5 separate regions of the Mus musculus genome follow, and regions 2, 3, 4 and 5 are each linked to region 1. A link is a contact called in public Hi-C and HiChIP or PLAC-seq data. All regions are on one chromosome and are shown on one strand. The core of a region is the stretch at or near the end of the contact, and the rest is flanking DNA. Distances in the headings are between cores, read along the strand shown.

Evidence for each region. A called contact is a pair of places that touch in the nucleus more often than the background predicts. HiChIP or PLAC-seq counts read pairs in DNA pulled down with a chosen protein or histone mark.
Region 2: a Hi-C map of bone marrow-derived macrophages shows a contact between it and region 1, with 18 read pairs. The contact joins two enhancer-like sites. A contact is called at or near these places in 1 of 484 Hi-C or Micro-C datasets (bone marrow-derived macrophages) and 1 of 9 other capture datasets (embryonic stem cells).
Region 3: a contact with region 1 is called in a Hi-C map of the C2C12 cell line, with 2.4 times the contacts expected there. The contact joins two enhancer-like sites. A contact is called at or near these places in 1 of 15 datasets of contacts at CTCF or cohesin (the NIH/3T3 cell line), 7 of 484 Hi-C or Micro-C datasets (the C2C12 cell line, adipose-derived mesenchymal stem cells, embryonic fibroblasts and 3 more), 2 of 115 datasets of contacts at active chromatin or transcription factors (embryonic stem cells and pancreatic cancer cells) and 1 of 9 other capture datasets (embryonic stem cells).
Region 4: a contact with region 1 is called in an H3K4me3 HiChIP or PLAC-seq map of bone marrow-derived macrophages, with 2.8 times the contacts expected there. The contact joins two enhancer-like sites. A contact is called at or near these places in 4 of 15 datasets of contacts at CTCF or cohesin (CD8 T cells, the NIH/3T3 cell line, large pre-B cells and 1 more), 31 of 484 Hi-C or Micro-C datasets (3T3-L1-derived adipocytes, the C2C12 cell line, the NIH/3T3 cell line and 15 more) and 31 of 115 datasets of contacts at active chromatin or transcription factors (the 230-238 cell line, the NIH/3T3 cell line, the SCID.adh cell line and 23 more).
Region 5: a contact with region 1 is called in a Hi-C map of the C2C12 cell line, with 5 times the contacts expected there. The contact joins two enhancer-like sites. A contact is called at or near these places in 2 of 484 Hi-C or Micro-C datasets (the C2C12 cell line and muscle stem cells), 2 of 115 datasets of contacts at active chromatin or transcription factors (embryonic fibroblasts and fibro-adipogenic progenitors) and 1 of 9 other capture datasets (embryonic stem cells).

Annotation. Positions count from the first base shown.
Region 1 is chr16:93,108,519-93,111,130 of GRCm38.p6, reverse strand. No RefSeq gene overlaps it. Among named protein-coding and RNA genes, the nearest start is that of Gm30474, 22 kb to the left of the region's middle. Within about 2 kb of position 1,325, at least 58 of the 459 cell types and tissues checked have an H3K27ac peak or open chromatin away from gene starts, as enhancers often do. A contact at or near this core is called in the C2C12 cell line and bone marrow-derived macrophages, where this site is marked.
Region 2 is chr16:92,674,608-92,677,219 of GRCm38.p6, reverse strand. All of the region lies in intron 4 of Runx1 (runt related transcription factor 1), which reads left to right. Among named protein-coding and RNA genes, the nearest start is that of Gm30224, 80 kb to the right of the region's middle. Within about 2 kb of position 1,334, at least 56 of the 459 cell types and tissues checked have an H3K27ac peak or open chromatin away from gene starts, as enhancers often do. A contact at or near this core is called in bone marrow-derived macrophages, where this site is marked.
Region 3 is chr16:93,534,125-93,536,736 of GRCm38.p6, reverse strand. No RefSeq gene overlaps it. Among named protein-coding and RNA genes, the nearest start is that of Gm30695, 4.0 kb to the right of the region's middle. Within about 2 kb of position 1,321, at least 17 of the 459 cell types and tissues checked have an H3K27ac peak or open chromatin away from gene starts, as enhancers often do. A contact at or near this core is called in the C2C12 cell line, where this site is marked.
Region 4 is chr16:92,691,019-92,693,630 of GRCm38.p6, reverse strand. The region is part of intron 3 of Runx1 (runt related transcription factor 1); the gene reads left to right. Among named protein-coding and RNA genes, the nearest start is that of Gm30281, 70 kb to the left of the region's middle. Within about 2 kb of position 1,305, at least 18 of the 459 cell types and tissues checked have an H3K27ac peak or open chromatin away from gene starts, as enhancers often do. A contact at or near this core is called in bone marrow-derived macrophages, where this site is marked.
Region 5 is chr16:92,787,318-92,789,929 of GRCm38.p6, reverse strand. All of the region lies in intron 2 of Runx1 (runt related transcription factor 1), which reads left to right. Among named protein-coding and RNA genes, the nearest start is that of Gm30281, 26 kb to the right of the region's middle. Within about 2 kb of position 1,314, at least 60 of the 459 cell types and tissues checked have an H3K27ac peak or open chromatin away from gene starts, as enhancers often do. A contact at or near this core is called in the C2C12 cell line, where this site is marked.

The DNA of each region.
Region 1 (2,612 bases), core at 76-2,575:
CTTGCTTCACAGCCCTCGAAGGCAAGGGGGGCAGTACAAAGACAGAGGCTGCACTACACAGGTGCTCCAGCCAGTGTTGGCTGGATGACTAATGAATGAATGAATGAATGGGTGGATTATGTAACCTATGGTTGAGAGAACTCTGAGGAGGAGGGGCCTCCTTTCCTGGGTTCCCTTGTAGCCCTAGCCCACCCAGAGCTGCGTATGTGCTTCTGCAGCATGGAGAAAAGGAGCAGGCCATGCGCTAGCTCCTAAGTCCTAGATCTGCATTGCACAACTGACTCACGGAGCCCTAAAGACCCCAGAAGCACGTGTGAGTGATCAGCTATTGGCTCGTCTTTCCCTTGATTCTCAAAATTCCAGGTTGTCAGATTACATTCACACAAAGATCCTGCTGAACCAGAAAGATGTCACACCTGGTCTACCCCACCCCTTCCTCTGGTGAACTGGAGAGATGCCATGCAGGCCTGCCCTTTGTTCCCTGTGACTGGTGACACCAAAGTCTCCTGATTCTAAGAAGGACCCATCGTATCCCTTCCGTTTAAAGTGTCCTGTATGTATTCCAGCTTCTGCAGAGGCCTCCTGTGGATGCAAAGCACACATCAACTTGGCAAAGCCTCATCTTGACACGAAAGAAACAAAACCCTGCCAAAAACCAAGGGGCAGCAACAGCAAAGAGACACTCAGGACTTGTTTGTATGTTTAATTTACAATTTCAATGCTATGACAAAAATAAAGTAGGAAAGATGTGGCTTTGCTCATGCTTTCAGAGATTTCAGACTGTGGTCCTTGGCCCAGTGCGCTCTGGGTCTGTGCAGAAGGAGGAACTTCATAGAGGTGGGAGCTAATGATAGGGACATAGCCATGTCATAGCCGATAAAGGAGAGACAGTTATAGATAGATAAACACACACACACACACATATGCACACACAGGTAGACACAGATACATAGGCACACACACACACAGACACAGGGTCACAGACAGAGATAGAGATGGACACAGACAGATAAAGACTCACACAGCGTCAGACAGAGGCACACACACACACACAGAGATAGAGACAGAGATAGACAGAGACAGAGACACAGACAGACAGACATAGACATAGACAGACAGACAGACAGGCAGGCAGACAGAGACATGTTTTCTGTGACATACTTCCTCCAGCTACCCCTCCCCAACATCTAAAGTTTCCAGAACCTCCTAAAATAGCACCAGCAGTTGAGAATCGCGTCTTCAATACGTGAGCCAACCATACAGCGTTGCATGTCTCCTGCTAAAAATAACAAAAGTACGAGTCACCGAGAGGGAGGTAGAGTTGACTCACACTGATTGAGCCACTGGCGTTCATGGCAGTATTGACATTGCTTGTTGGACAGCGGGGAACTGTTAAGAGCCTGTTTTCACTTTCCCAAATTTCCATAAAACGTTTACAAAACACACTTGCTTTTAGTATGATTGTATGGGGAAAGCCATTGGCTCTCCACGCCCTTGGTGTGTGAGGTACGTGTCATAACAAAACAAGAGAGAGGGTGGGTAGGTGGGTAGCCCAGTAGCTACCTCTACAGTGCGTGGCTAGCATGTACAGGACGTTGGTTCAAACCTCAGCAGCAGAGCGGTGGCACATACTGCAATCCCAACAGCCTACCCATAGGTAAAGGCTGGGGGCCCAAGAGCTCGAGATCAGCCTTGGGTATATACAGTAAGCCTGAGGTCGGCTTGGGCTACACTAGACACTGCACGAATCTTCTTAAAAATGTTTACATGGAGTAAACTTGCAGGTAGAACTATTGATGTTCCTCACAAGTTTTTCAAACTTTTTGAATAGTTCCCCCCCCCTTTTTTTAAAGATTGACTTTATTTTGATATTTTATAGAATCTGTTCTGGCAAGAGCCTAGTCACTATTTTAATGGTTGAGAGTGACATGTTAAATAATTAAGCCCTATCTCTTTATGTAGCTAAGACCGCAGAATAGCATCTGTGACATCCTAAGGAAAGCACCAAGCATTGTAATGCCTCAGAACTGGAGAAGTTGGGGCTTGGCCACAACCCCAAAAGATCCAATTTCTGCTTTCAAATATCCTCCATCCTACTGAAGGTCCCTGAGATTAGTGAGCGGCACAAGCACCATGAACTTGAGAATCGACTCTCTGAGAACGTAGCATGTTCTGCGGTGCCCTGTGATGTCAGGGATGCCCCCTCGGATGCTTTCACTTCAATTCACCTCCTCGCTTGTCAACAAGAAGGTTGTGGTCACTTCTCAGGTACATCCACCTCGTTTTGTGAGATAGAATCTCACCCTAACTGGTCATCAAACCCCAGGGACCCAACTGTCACCGCCTCCCCAGAGCTGGCATTACAAGCATGCACCACCACACACACCTTTTTAAGCGTGGGTCCTTGAACTTGGGTCCTCACGCTGTCAAGGCGGACACTTGACTTCCTGCACTGTCTCCCAGGCTTGGTGCCAGTCCTCATTGAGGAATAAGCCAGACATCCAGCAGTTGTATTTGATCTAAAGCTACCCCATCTTGTCCCTGTCACCTAGGTGTGCACAACACGAGCTTTCTGTACTCTTTATCCTAGAAGACAGAAGCCATCTCTGCAC
Region 2 (2,612 bases), core at 85-2,584, 430 kb after region 1:
TTGGTTTTTTGTTTTTTTATTTTGTTTGGGTTTGGTTTTTGGAGCTTTCTCTGTGTAACATTGGCTGCCCTGGAACTCACTCTGTAGACCAGGCTGACCTCAAACTCACAGAGATCTGCTTGCCTCTGCCTCCCTAGTGCTGGGATTAAAGTGGGGTATAAGCGCCCTGCTCTATTTAATTTAAATAACATTAGAACAAAAGACACAAATAGGGTCCAAGCCCAGCCCCTGAGCTCTACTGAGTCACTTCCAGAGAACTCCAGAGAATGTCACACATGGCTTTCCCATTCTCCAAGTGGATGGCTCACTCTCAAACTGCTGGTCACTCCGCACAACCAGGCAAAGGTTGTTTCTATGGAGAACTGAGTTCTGTGCTTCAAGTTTTCAGTTAGGCTCTTGAGGCTTGGACGTTGGCCAAGAGCAGAGACTCTGGTCTGCATTCTGCCTACATGGACACAGACAGGACAGGGTCAGGCCAGCTGGACACAGGGGCTCTTCGCACGAATATCAGTCAGCCTACAGAAGCTGTGCAAGTCCAATGGGTTGTGTCCTGCCTATAAGTCCCTAAGTAAATTATGCAACTCTACCGTCAACAGATCATGGTGGAAATAGCAAGAGGAAGGGAAATGGAACGGACACACGTGTAAGTGCCGGCTGTTAGGAAGCACCGGTGGGAAAATAAGGGGGGAAATGCTAAGTGCATGCTGGGAATATCCTGCAAACACAGAAGTTATCCCTGGAATCTGGGGGAGAGCATTCATTTCCTTGGAAAAAAAAAAAGTCCCCAACCGTGTGTGTGTGTGTGTGTGTGTGTGTGTGTGTGTGTGGTTAGGCTTGCACATGTGTACACATGTGTGGATCTCAGAGGACAATTTGTGGGAACCAGTCTCCCCTTTTTCAGTATAGGTGCCAGGGACTGAACTCAGGTGGCTGGGCTTGGCCGCAGGCCTCCACTCACTGAGCCCTGTCGCTGGCCTGGGTGCGTGCATTTCCATGCTCAGAGTTACTTGTACCCAGAATTGGACATGGCATAATCTACGGTCCCCTGTAACCTTGGAGAATCTTCGGGGATTTCCTGAGTTTGTGAAGAGCAGACCTCCCTCCCAGCCCTTCCTGGCTGTTTTGATTTTTCAAAGGCAACATTTTAAAAAGAAAGTTTCCTTCCACTTGCTTTGGGGTGCCTAAAGTAGCAACTGTGCAGAAGGTTCCCTCAGAGAGACACAAAGAGAGGGATGTTACCGGTACTGCTTAAGGAAAATGGCTACCCCACATCCCCCGGGCAGAAGATCCTTTGCATGTGTAATCTTCCTTTTCGTGACAAAGGGCAAGTTTCACATCCCCAGAAACAGTCCCCAAAAGGAGAAGATGACTCATGTGTCCCAACCTACACCAAGGAGAATGAGAGTTACGGAGCCACTGAGAACGGGGGGTGGGGGGTGGGGATAGAGCAGCCCACCCACAGGCCAAGAAGGGCAGCGGGCTCCCAGCAAGAGACTGGAGGCCAACGGGCTTGGAGGGCGGGGCAGGGGTCAAGCTGGAATGTAGTGATGTTTAGAGCCTGGGCAAGCAGTGATCTTCAGCCACCTATCTTCTTGCTTACTTTTTGCTTCCTGCCCTCAGCCCTCCTAGGGGAAGCCATATACAGTGTTATAGTATCTTGATCCTGCAGTTTAGTCATTTGCTACATGCAAAGGGAAGCAGTGTGTCTCAGGCTAGACAGAGAGGCAGGGTCCTGCTGATTCTGTATTAGACCCCAGGGCTGTCAGTGTCCACCACTGAGTCCTCCCCTGAGGCCCTGGGACTGCCTGGCCTTGCAAAGCATGCCCCACAGCCCCAGCAAGTGTCCAGGAAGGCTCACCCCGTGACCTTCTTTCCAACTAAATAAAGCAGTTCGTATTTTGTTCTGCCCTTTGGATGGGCAGACTGGCGTCGAGGAGGACGCCACATGTTGCTGTCTTGGCTTGTTTATATAGTGGATCAGCCCCTCGCTGTCATGCCTTAAAGGGTGGCCAGCTGGTGATGCAGCCATGAACCGCCAAGTTCAAGTAGAAATCAGTCTGAGCAGCAATTCTGACACCTGTTGAGCGTTCCTCCTCTTCCCCAATTCCTCCCCCATCAGGTGTCCTTGGGCAGCTCACAAAAGCTGTTACCACTTTGTATTTTGCAGAAGAGAAAGCTAGGGCTGTGAGACAGTAACAAAGTTGCCCTTGAGTATGACTGTACAGGCAACGAGTGGGATTCGAACACGGGTATACTGGGTTGCTGAGCTCTCACACTTAGCCCTCTCCCTATGTACTTCCAGCTCTGGAATGTTCTGAGCAAGCTTTGTCTCTGGATGCTTGGCTGAGTCCAGACTTCCCCCTTCTTCCCCTGGTCTTTCTTTTTTGATGCTCCTTCCTCTTGCCTTCAGCCCTCTTGTCACTCCTGTCAAATATCAGTCCTCTGGGATCACAGCCATCCACTGAAGCTGATGCGGCGGGTTCCTTCAGTACCAGGAGCAGAATAAAGATTTCGAGGCTTCCCCCTCTCTGTCGGCCCTCTCACTGGCTGGATGATTCAGAGCATCAGTGGCTTACCGCTTGCCCCTCTACCACCAAAAGCCTCTGCCTCCA
Region 3 (2,612 bases), core at 72-2,571, 430 kb before region 1:
TTCCTTCCTTCCTTCCTTCCTTCCTTCCTTTCCTTCTTGATTTGATGCTAGTGACCTTTTTATTTTATCCTTTAGAACCTTCCAGAGAATTTGTTTTAGGGAAGGTTAGTGGTAGAAAACTTCTTCAGCTAATATCCCACCCCCTCTCTCTGTCAAGGTTAGGGTTAGGCCTCCTCTCCTTCCCCTTCCTCTCCCCCTCCCTCTCTCAGGGAGAACAGGTAGGCTCAGTCACTGTTCTTGCCACTTTCAAGAGCTCGCTTTCTTTATAAAGTTTGATTAGCATGTGTCTCAGTGATGGCCTCTTTGGGTTCATTTTTCCTAAAATTCCAATGCTTTTGTTGCTGTGTAGAGTGAGGGACATCATGCAAGAAGGACAGACAACTCCTGAAGCCACCTAACCCATTATCAAGGAACACAAATCAGAAGCAATGGCCTTTGAATAATTTCAGGCATTATTGCCACCTTCAAGGACACAAAGGGCTCCCAATGTTGGTTCTTGTATCTCTATTCTATTTATAGCTCTATTGCCCCTGTAGAAACCTAACAATTGTGGCAGACACTAGGACACTGTGAACTCATTTAGGATACAGTGTCCTATGAAGCTGTTGTAGTGGGTGTGTCAAACTTATGGGTGAAGATGAGCACACATGCTCAGACTCTGTGTGGCCAATAATCTGTCAAATGCTTTCTCCATTACTGGGGTGGGGGTGGTATTAGTCACTGGTCTTTACATGGCAAAGGCAGCCATGCACACTCACTCTCTGCAGGCCCGCAACAACCCAGGTCATCTGCAAGGTCTACAGAGCCGTGTTCTTGTCTAGCTAGTAGTAGTGACGGAATGTTGATCACAGAGTGGGGTGTGTAACCAATGCCCTGTTACAGTAACTCCCAACCTGGAGTGACTTAAACCTAGAAGAAATTTGAGAGTATTTGAAGACAGTTGTTGGCTGACATATTGTAGGACTGAACGCAAGTGGCATGAGGTAGTAGACTCTTGAGGTGCTACCACACATCCTAGAGGCCAAAGGGTGGCTCTCCACCCTAATAAATGACTCAAAATGTGACTAATGCCAAGGCTAAGAAACACTTCCCTGAAAGACCGCTGTGTACCACAGGTGGGAGATTCGTCTTGTGACATTCATGTGAAGGGAATTTCTGAGGATGTCTAAGGTTTGGGGCATCCAGAACATCCTCTCTGGTTAAATAATAAATCACACATATTAAGCATTTGCTGAATAACTGAGTGAATAAGAAGCATACAGGATATTTCCTGGTGCCAACGGAAGGCTGCCTGAGAGCCAGCCTCCCAGGGGAAGGCAGGCATTTGCTGTGGCCAGAGGCCAGGAGAGGCTGGAGGCACAGCCTTCGAGAAGGCTGTGGCGTATATGGTTTATGTTCTATTCATTTAACACTCAGCCACAGGAGGTAAGAGGGCAAACAAGTGGCTTTTACCACAAGAGAAACAAGGCTGGTCTGTGTTCTAGAATGTCACTGGAGGGCTGGTTAGGGAGGTGTCTCTGAAGGATGAGGAACCAGGGTCAGTTAAACAAGTTTGCCTTCTTTCTGCAATGGTCATTTGAGAAGAGATGGATCTCTGCTGAGTAGAGTAAAGGCGGAAACTTCCCAGGCTCTGGGAAGATTTGGGGACACCTCCCAGTAACTGGTGACTGAACAGGGATGTGAGCTGAGAGGGGCAGGGGCGACACAGGGCCCCAGGTCTGCAGGTCTTCAGTGACTGTAGAGTTCAGGAGGAGAATGCAGATTTAAGCAACATCTTGGGGGCCAGCTTATGGATATTATATTAGATATTAAAGATGTGAGATTACAAGATGTCCAGAAGGTAGGTAGGAAAACGGCAGAGTCTTCTGAGGATGGGACCCTGGGAGACTTCACTTTGAAGCAAACATCTTGAAGCAAAGATGTCAAATTATGCATGACCATTTTACCTTTCCTTGGAATCAATTTGGGCAGGAGTAGTATTTCATAGACAAGCAACTCCTGCCTGAGGAGCTATGGGTAGCTGAAGAGGCAGGGGGAGTCAGCTTCCTTTAAGGTGAACTGAACTGAGTGCCTGTGGATGGCTCCACACCCATACTTGGGAATCACAAGTCGGATTCGGTGGCTTATTAAAAGAAGGTGTGAGGATTCGGGAGGATTATGGGGATAATGAGTGACTCTGTTCAGAATATAGTGTATACAGATATAAATCGTCAAAGAATTAAAATGTATTTTTCAAAGGAGGAAAAGGCTCCTGTTGATATAGCTGGACACTTCTGGAACTTACAGTCAAACTCAGTCATCCCTGCATCTCAGGCTAGCCCACCATCTACAAACTTACTTTTTGGACATATTTTAGATTTTCAAAATGAGTTTTTTTACATGACAACATCTGTGAATAGTGAATTATCAAAATTGCCAATGTATCTACACGTTGACATAGTCATCTCTTTTTTTTTCTTTCATCCTAATAATCATTATTATTTTCTTTGTGTGTGTGTGTGTGTGTGTGTGTGTGTGAGTATGTGTGTGTGTGAGTATGTGTGAGTGCACGTGCTCGAGCGGGGATGTGTGTGTCACCGCATGTGATAGTCTTTTACCACAGGTTCGGAGAA
Region 4 (2,612 bases), core at 56-2,555, 420 kb after region 1:
GTTGACGTGGTCCCGTCTTGAGCTACCACATGGAAATGTTTATTTTTCTTTTCAAAAGAATTAAAGACCTTACACATTGCCTTTACAAGCCACGAAAAATAATTTTTTCCTTTTAACAAAAATAATCACTGCCGTAGAGATTCCCCTTTACAAATGATTTTGGAAAGACCTCAGTGTGTTTCCCTGAGTGACAGCCAGGAGCCATGACAAAGGTCACGGTGGACAGGGAAGTTGAAAAATCAGACCTCTGGATTAATATCTGTCACCACCTATGCTGTCCCACAGAGGGACGGCTGCTTCAAGGAGCTCACCAGTCAGTAGATAGAATTTGCGGAGGGAAAGGAGATTTAAAGGCTGGGTTTAAGAGGAAGCTGGACTTGGAAACAGACCATCTTCCTTGCTGTATTTTCTATGGGCCCTGGCCCCTCTGTGTGCCAGCTCCTACCAAACACACAGAAGCAGTTTCTACCAACAGTCTTTACATTTACATGTGAATTAAGATTCCGGAATCTCTTTAGGGGTTAACCCTGCAGGACTTATCCTATTCCCTGCTGCCGCCACCACCCCCAGATAAAAATCGGATGATGTGAAGCCCTGTTCAGATCACTTGTAGAAGAGCATCTCCCGGAACCTTCCGGAATCTTGTTAAGTCCTCCGCTTTAATCTTCAGAATTATCAGGAGACTTACAATCATGAAGTCCCTTGAAAATTGATTAAAATTATGCTAATTAGTCCTCCCATCCTCCACCCCTCTTTCCACCTATAGACTGTTTATCTCAGCATAGAAGAAACACTTAATTTCACTGCCGAGAAACTGGGAAATCTGCTCCATACTACACAATATTTGCAGATACCGTCTACAAAGTTGTCTAGGTGACTTGCAGTAGATTTTATAATACTGTAATAAAAGAATTTGTTTAGCCCCTGGTACACCAGAGCACAAAAATATAAACATACCTTTATCAGGGAAGTTCAAAGACCATGGGTGCTGATGGAATATGCTTTCCAATAAATAAATAAATAAATAAATAAATAAATAAAATTCTGGCCGGAAGACCATGATCCCTAGCTATGTGTTAAATGTCATCTCAGATAAATTCTACGTTCCATTCCACAGCCTCTTTGAAACTCTGGAAGATTAGAGAATTTGCAGTAACTAAGTTGTTGCTTTAATTTCAACCTGTAAAATTGTTGGAAAATGCCAGTTTCAAACTAAGAATAGGCTAGCCAAGAACAGTGCTGGGAAGTCCTCAGAGCAGAGAAGACAGCTGACATTTGGCCCAACTTCCTGATACTTGAAGAACAGAGAAGTTCAACAAAATATGAGCTATCTTGGGCCAGCAAGTCCCTTCTTGTCTGTTTGGTCTGTACTAAATGTAAATGTTTCTCTTGCCTTACCTATTGTTTATAGCTTTTTACTGCAGACACTGCTTTGTATTTCTGTTTGAAGTTTGATTTCTTTTCATTATTTCTATATCATCTCTCAGTGACAAAAATCTATATCAAATTGGAAGACATCTTAGCTTTAAATAAAACAACAACAGTGCTAGTAACCTAGCCTAGGTGTGCTTGTCATTGTTTTAAGTACAGAGTTAAATGTCCCTGGATTTAATTTTGTCTCCTTCCCTTCTCCATCAAAACTCTTTGGAGATAAATCAAAAAGCCCAAGAAGTAGTAACCGAGCCACTGGATGCCCCCTTCCTGCTTCCTTTAGAAATGGGGGTGATGCAATTTAAACTCCTAATTTTTAGACTTTTGAATTCCAACATCAACAAGCTTTTCTTGGCCACCATGGTCCTCTTGTGCTGTAGACGAGGGGGCCTCATGGGTTTGACCTCTTGGTAATGAGGGATCCCTGGAACAACCATGGTAAACTGAGGCACGGTGGGGCACAGTGGGAATTCATGACTTGGCGTGCCTTTGGGCGCTCTGGAACAGGATTTATTCATTTTGGCCTCTTAGGAGATATGGGCCCCAACAGTCAGGCATTCAGACTGGAAGCCCGGATGTCGATTCAGTGCCCTCGGAGCCCAGTGGGTGTTGAGATGAACTGGAAAGGCCTAGGTCTCCACAGGGAGATGAAGGCAAGGAAGTGAAGCATTTTCACAGAGGGTATCTCATCCTTGTGAGCAAACTGTGCAGAGGGAAATGAAAACATTGATGAGAGAGATGGGGGGAAAAATAGACAGAAAACAGAATTTACAGGAGTAACATTTTGTAGGAATAGAAAGAAAAGATAATAATGATCAATTAACCGAGCAGGGGAATTTATTTCAATGATGTTCTTTGAAACAAAAGAGTTGTCTTATTACCACTCCTAATTAAAGGCATCAAACATTTGTGGTGGGATAGAAACATCTAATTACATATTGCTTGGAGAATAAGCGTTTTTAAAATCTCCTTTGTAGAAAACACGTCCAACAGTTGACATGAAAGGGTTAAAAGCAGAGGCAAGGGGCCGCAGGGTCCTTGTTTCACAAAGCAAGTGAGTGAAAACAGATAAAAATTAAAGAGATAGCAAGATACATACCCAGTCCTAGAGAGCAGAGTGTCCTAGTGATGTCCTAGGGGTCCCCTCTGTCCATTTCTCAGGGTAGCTGGGGCAATTTCCT
Region 5 (2,612 bases), core at 65-2,564, 320 kb after region 1:
GCACTGCTGCTGTGTTCTTGGAGGTTTGGTGTCCTCCAGGGTGGAATGTCCACCGGAAGCCTAGGACAGTCACCTCCCCAAGATGCCAGAAGTGGGAGCCTGTCTCCATTCTGCCCTTGAACATTCACTGTTTCCTCTCTGCAGAGCCATGGTCTCATTACAGAAGGAAATCTGCCCATACAGAGGCCATAGGATGGGCTGGAAGTAGGGGTAGGGGGATGGGAAGGGGTTGTGTGTTTAGTTCACCAAATCGCTGATCCACCCAGGAGAGTGAGATAGTCTATCAGCAAAGAATGAAGAGATGAAGACGGAATTTGTGAGCGTGAACTTTGAGATTCAGCCTTGCCTTCTCTTAAAATTCTCATAGATGGGAGCTGATTTCATTCTGGGGCTTTTGAAATGTGCTATAAGACTAAAGACTTCACTGCTAGTGCTGTGCCAAGGTGCTTACAGAGAAACCTATGTCTCACGTTCCTATCTATCTATCTATCTATCTATCTATCTATCTACCTATCATCTATCTATAGTCTTCATGTAGACTCTTTTAGTTTGCTGGCCTGTTTTTTTTTTTTTTTTTGTCTGTTTGTTGTTTTGAGACAGAATCTTGCTAGCTTGCCTAGGCTGGCCGAACATTAAGTAGCCCAGGCTGCCCCCAGATCCACAATCCTCATGACTCAACCTCCCACATGCCAGGATTCCAGATTTATGCAACGACATGAACCTCCACAGCTTATGGGTGCATACAAAAGGCATGTCCTGGGGCTTTCTATACCTGTTTGTTTTCTGAGACAGGGCATCTTTTGAACTCAAGTCCTTGTGCTTGCAAAGCATAAGCCACCCCTTAGTTCTGTTATTACTTTGAAGATGTTTCACACGTGCTCAGGTTAGGCACTTAGTGACAGTCACTGTCACTGTCAGCCTGTTCATCACCAGGGTAGGAAATTCTTCTTGCTGGTCTCAGGGACAGCTCAGTCCTCCTGTCCTTCGGTAACAGCCATCCCTGGGAACGAAGAGGCTCCCTCACAAGGTATCGACCCTCACACAGAATCTGTGGTTCTGGGATATTTTCTCTCAGAGACTTCCCGTCTTCAGGAGGTCAGTGATGTAATTCAGGACCATGTTCCCAAGATTGATTTAAAACGAGAGGCGGGTGAGTCACCTTTTAACAGACAGCTTTCCTCTTGGTCACTCGTCATCAAAGTGGAGATCATCAGTTAAGCATGAAATTGAACATTTGTTTGGACGTAGTCGCGTCTACAAGTCCTAAGTGTCTCCCTGCGGGAGGCTCCCATTCCGGCCTACCCAGCTCAGTCACTTGCAGACAGCTCTGCAATGTTCCCGCCAGCTGTCGGCTCCTTGCTATGGAGACTCGCTCTCACCCAGATGAAGCCAAGTGCTGGCATCCCACACAGTCATAACTGCATCTCCACTCTCAGGGCCCCTTTGCCATTGATGATTAAGATGGATTAAGATCCCCTGATGACTTTCTCAGATGGGGAAGTGATTTCACATGGATTGTGATCCAGAGAGCCAAGCCTTGGATGTGAGGATCTGGAGACAGCCCAGAGGAACAAACTTGCTTCTCAGATGGAGGAAGCAAAAGAAATCAGCACTGCTTCTTCACGTGTGTGGTGACAATTCACCGTCCAGCACGGCTGTGCTCCCCAGGGCACTACAAAATTCCCCTCGTATTCGCTTGCTTTATTGCAAAAGGGCAAGGTGCAGATATATTTATCTCCTCCGTGTGCATTTAGTAAGTTGTTATCTTGAGGATTGTCTATGTGCTTATTATGTGTTCTGTCCTGGTAATGTGGCAGTGACCAAAGATGGCGATCCTCAATGGTGAGAAATACATCAAGTGAGCCAGCCTCACCTACTCAGTAAGGTCCAGGCCGTGAGAGACCCTGTCTAGGAAAAAGAAAAACAACCACAACAGAGCACTATCAAACACTATCTGAGGTATGTTTCCCCACCTCCTACCTCCACACACATCTGCACATATATGTGTGCACACATATACATACACACACACACACACACACACACACACTCATGGAGAGAGTGAGAGAGAGAAAGAGAGATTCCATTGGGATTTCAGTAAGTACTACATTCAATCTGTAGATTGCTTGATTGTCCTCTCAATGGCATGGATCACAGTCTCTCAAAAGCATGGATCACAGTCTCTCAATGTCATGGAGCACAGTCTCTCGATGGCATGGAGCACAGTCTCTCAATGTCATGGAGCACAGTCTCTCAAAGTCATGGAGCACAGTCTCTCAATGGCATGGAGCACAGTCTCTCAATGGCATGGAGCACAGTCTCTCAAAGTCATGGAGCACAGTCTCTCAATGGCATGGAGCACAGTCTCTCAATGGCATGGAGGACAGTCTCTCAATGGCATGGAGCACAGTCTCTCAGTGGTTTTGTCTTTCCATTCATTTAGGTCTTTAATTTCCAGGCTGTGCTTTGTAATCTTCAGTCCTGGCAACTTTTGCTCTGTAGTTATTTTCCTAAGGACTTGGCTTTCTACATTTCTAGCTCCTCTTAGGTGTCTCCACCCAGGAAATCTCTTGCTTTCGTTTGAGTGACAGTTATGGAGCCCTCTGCCTACG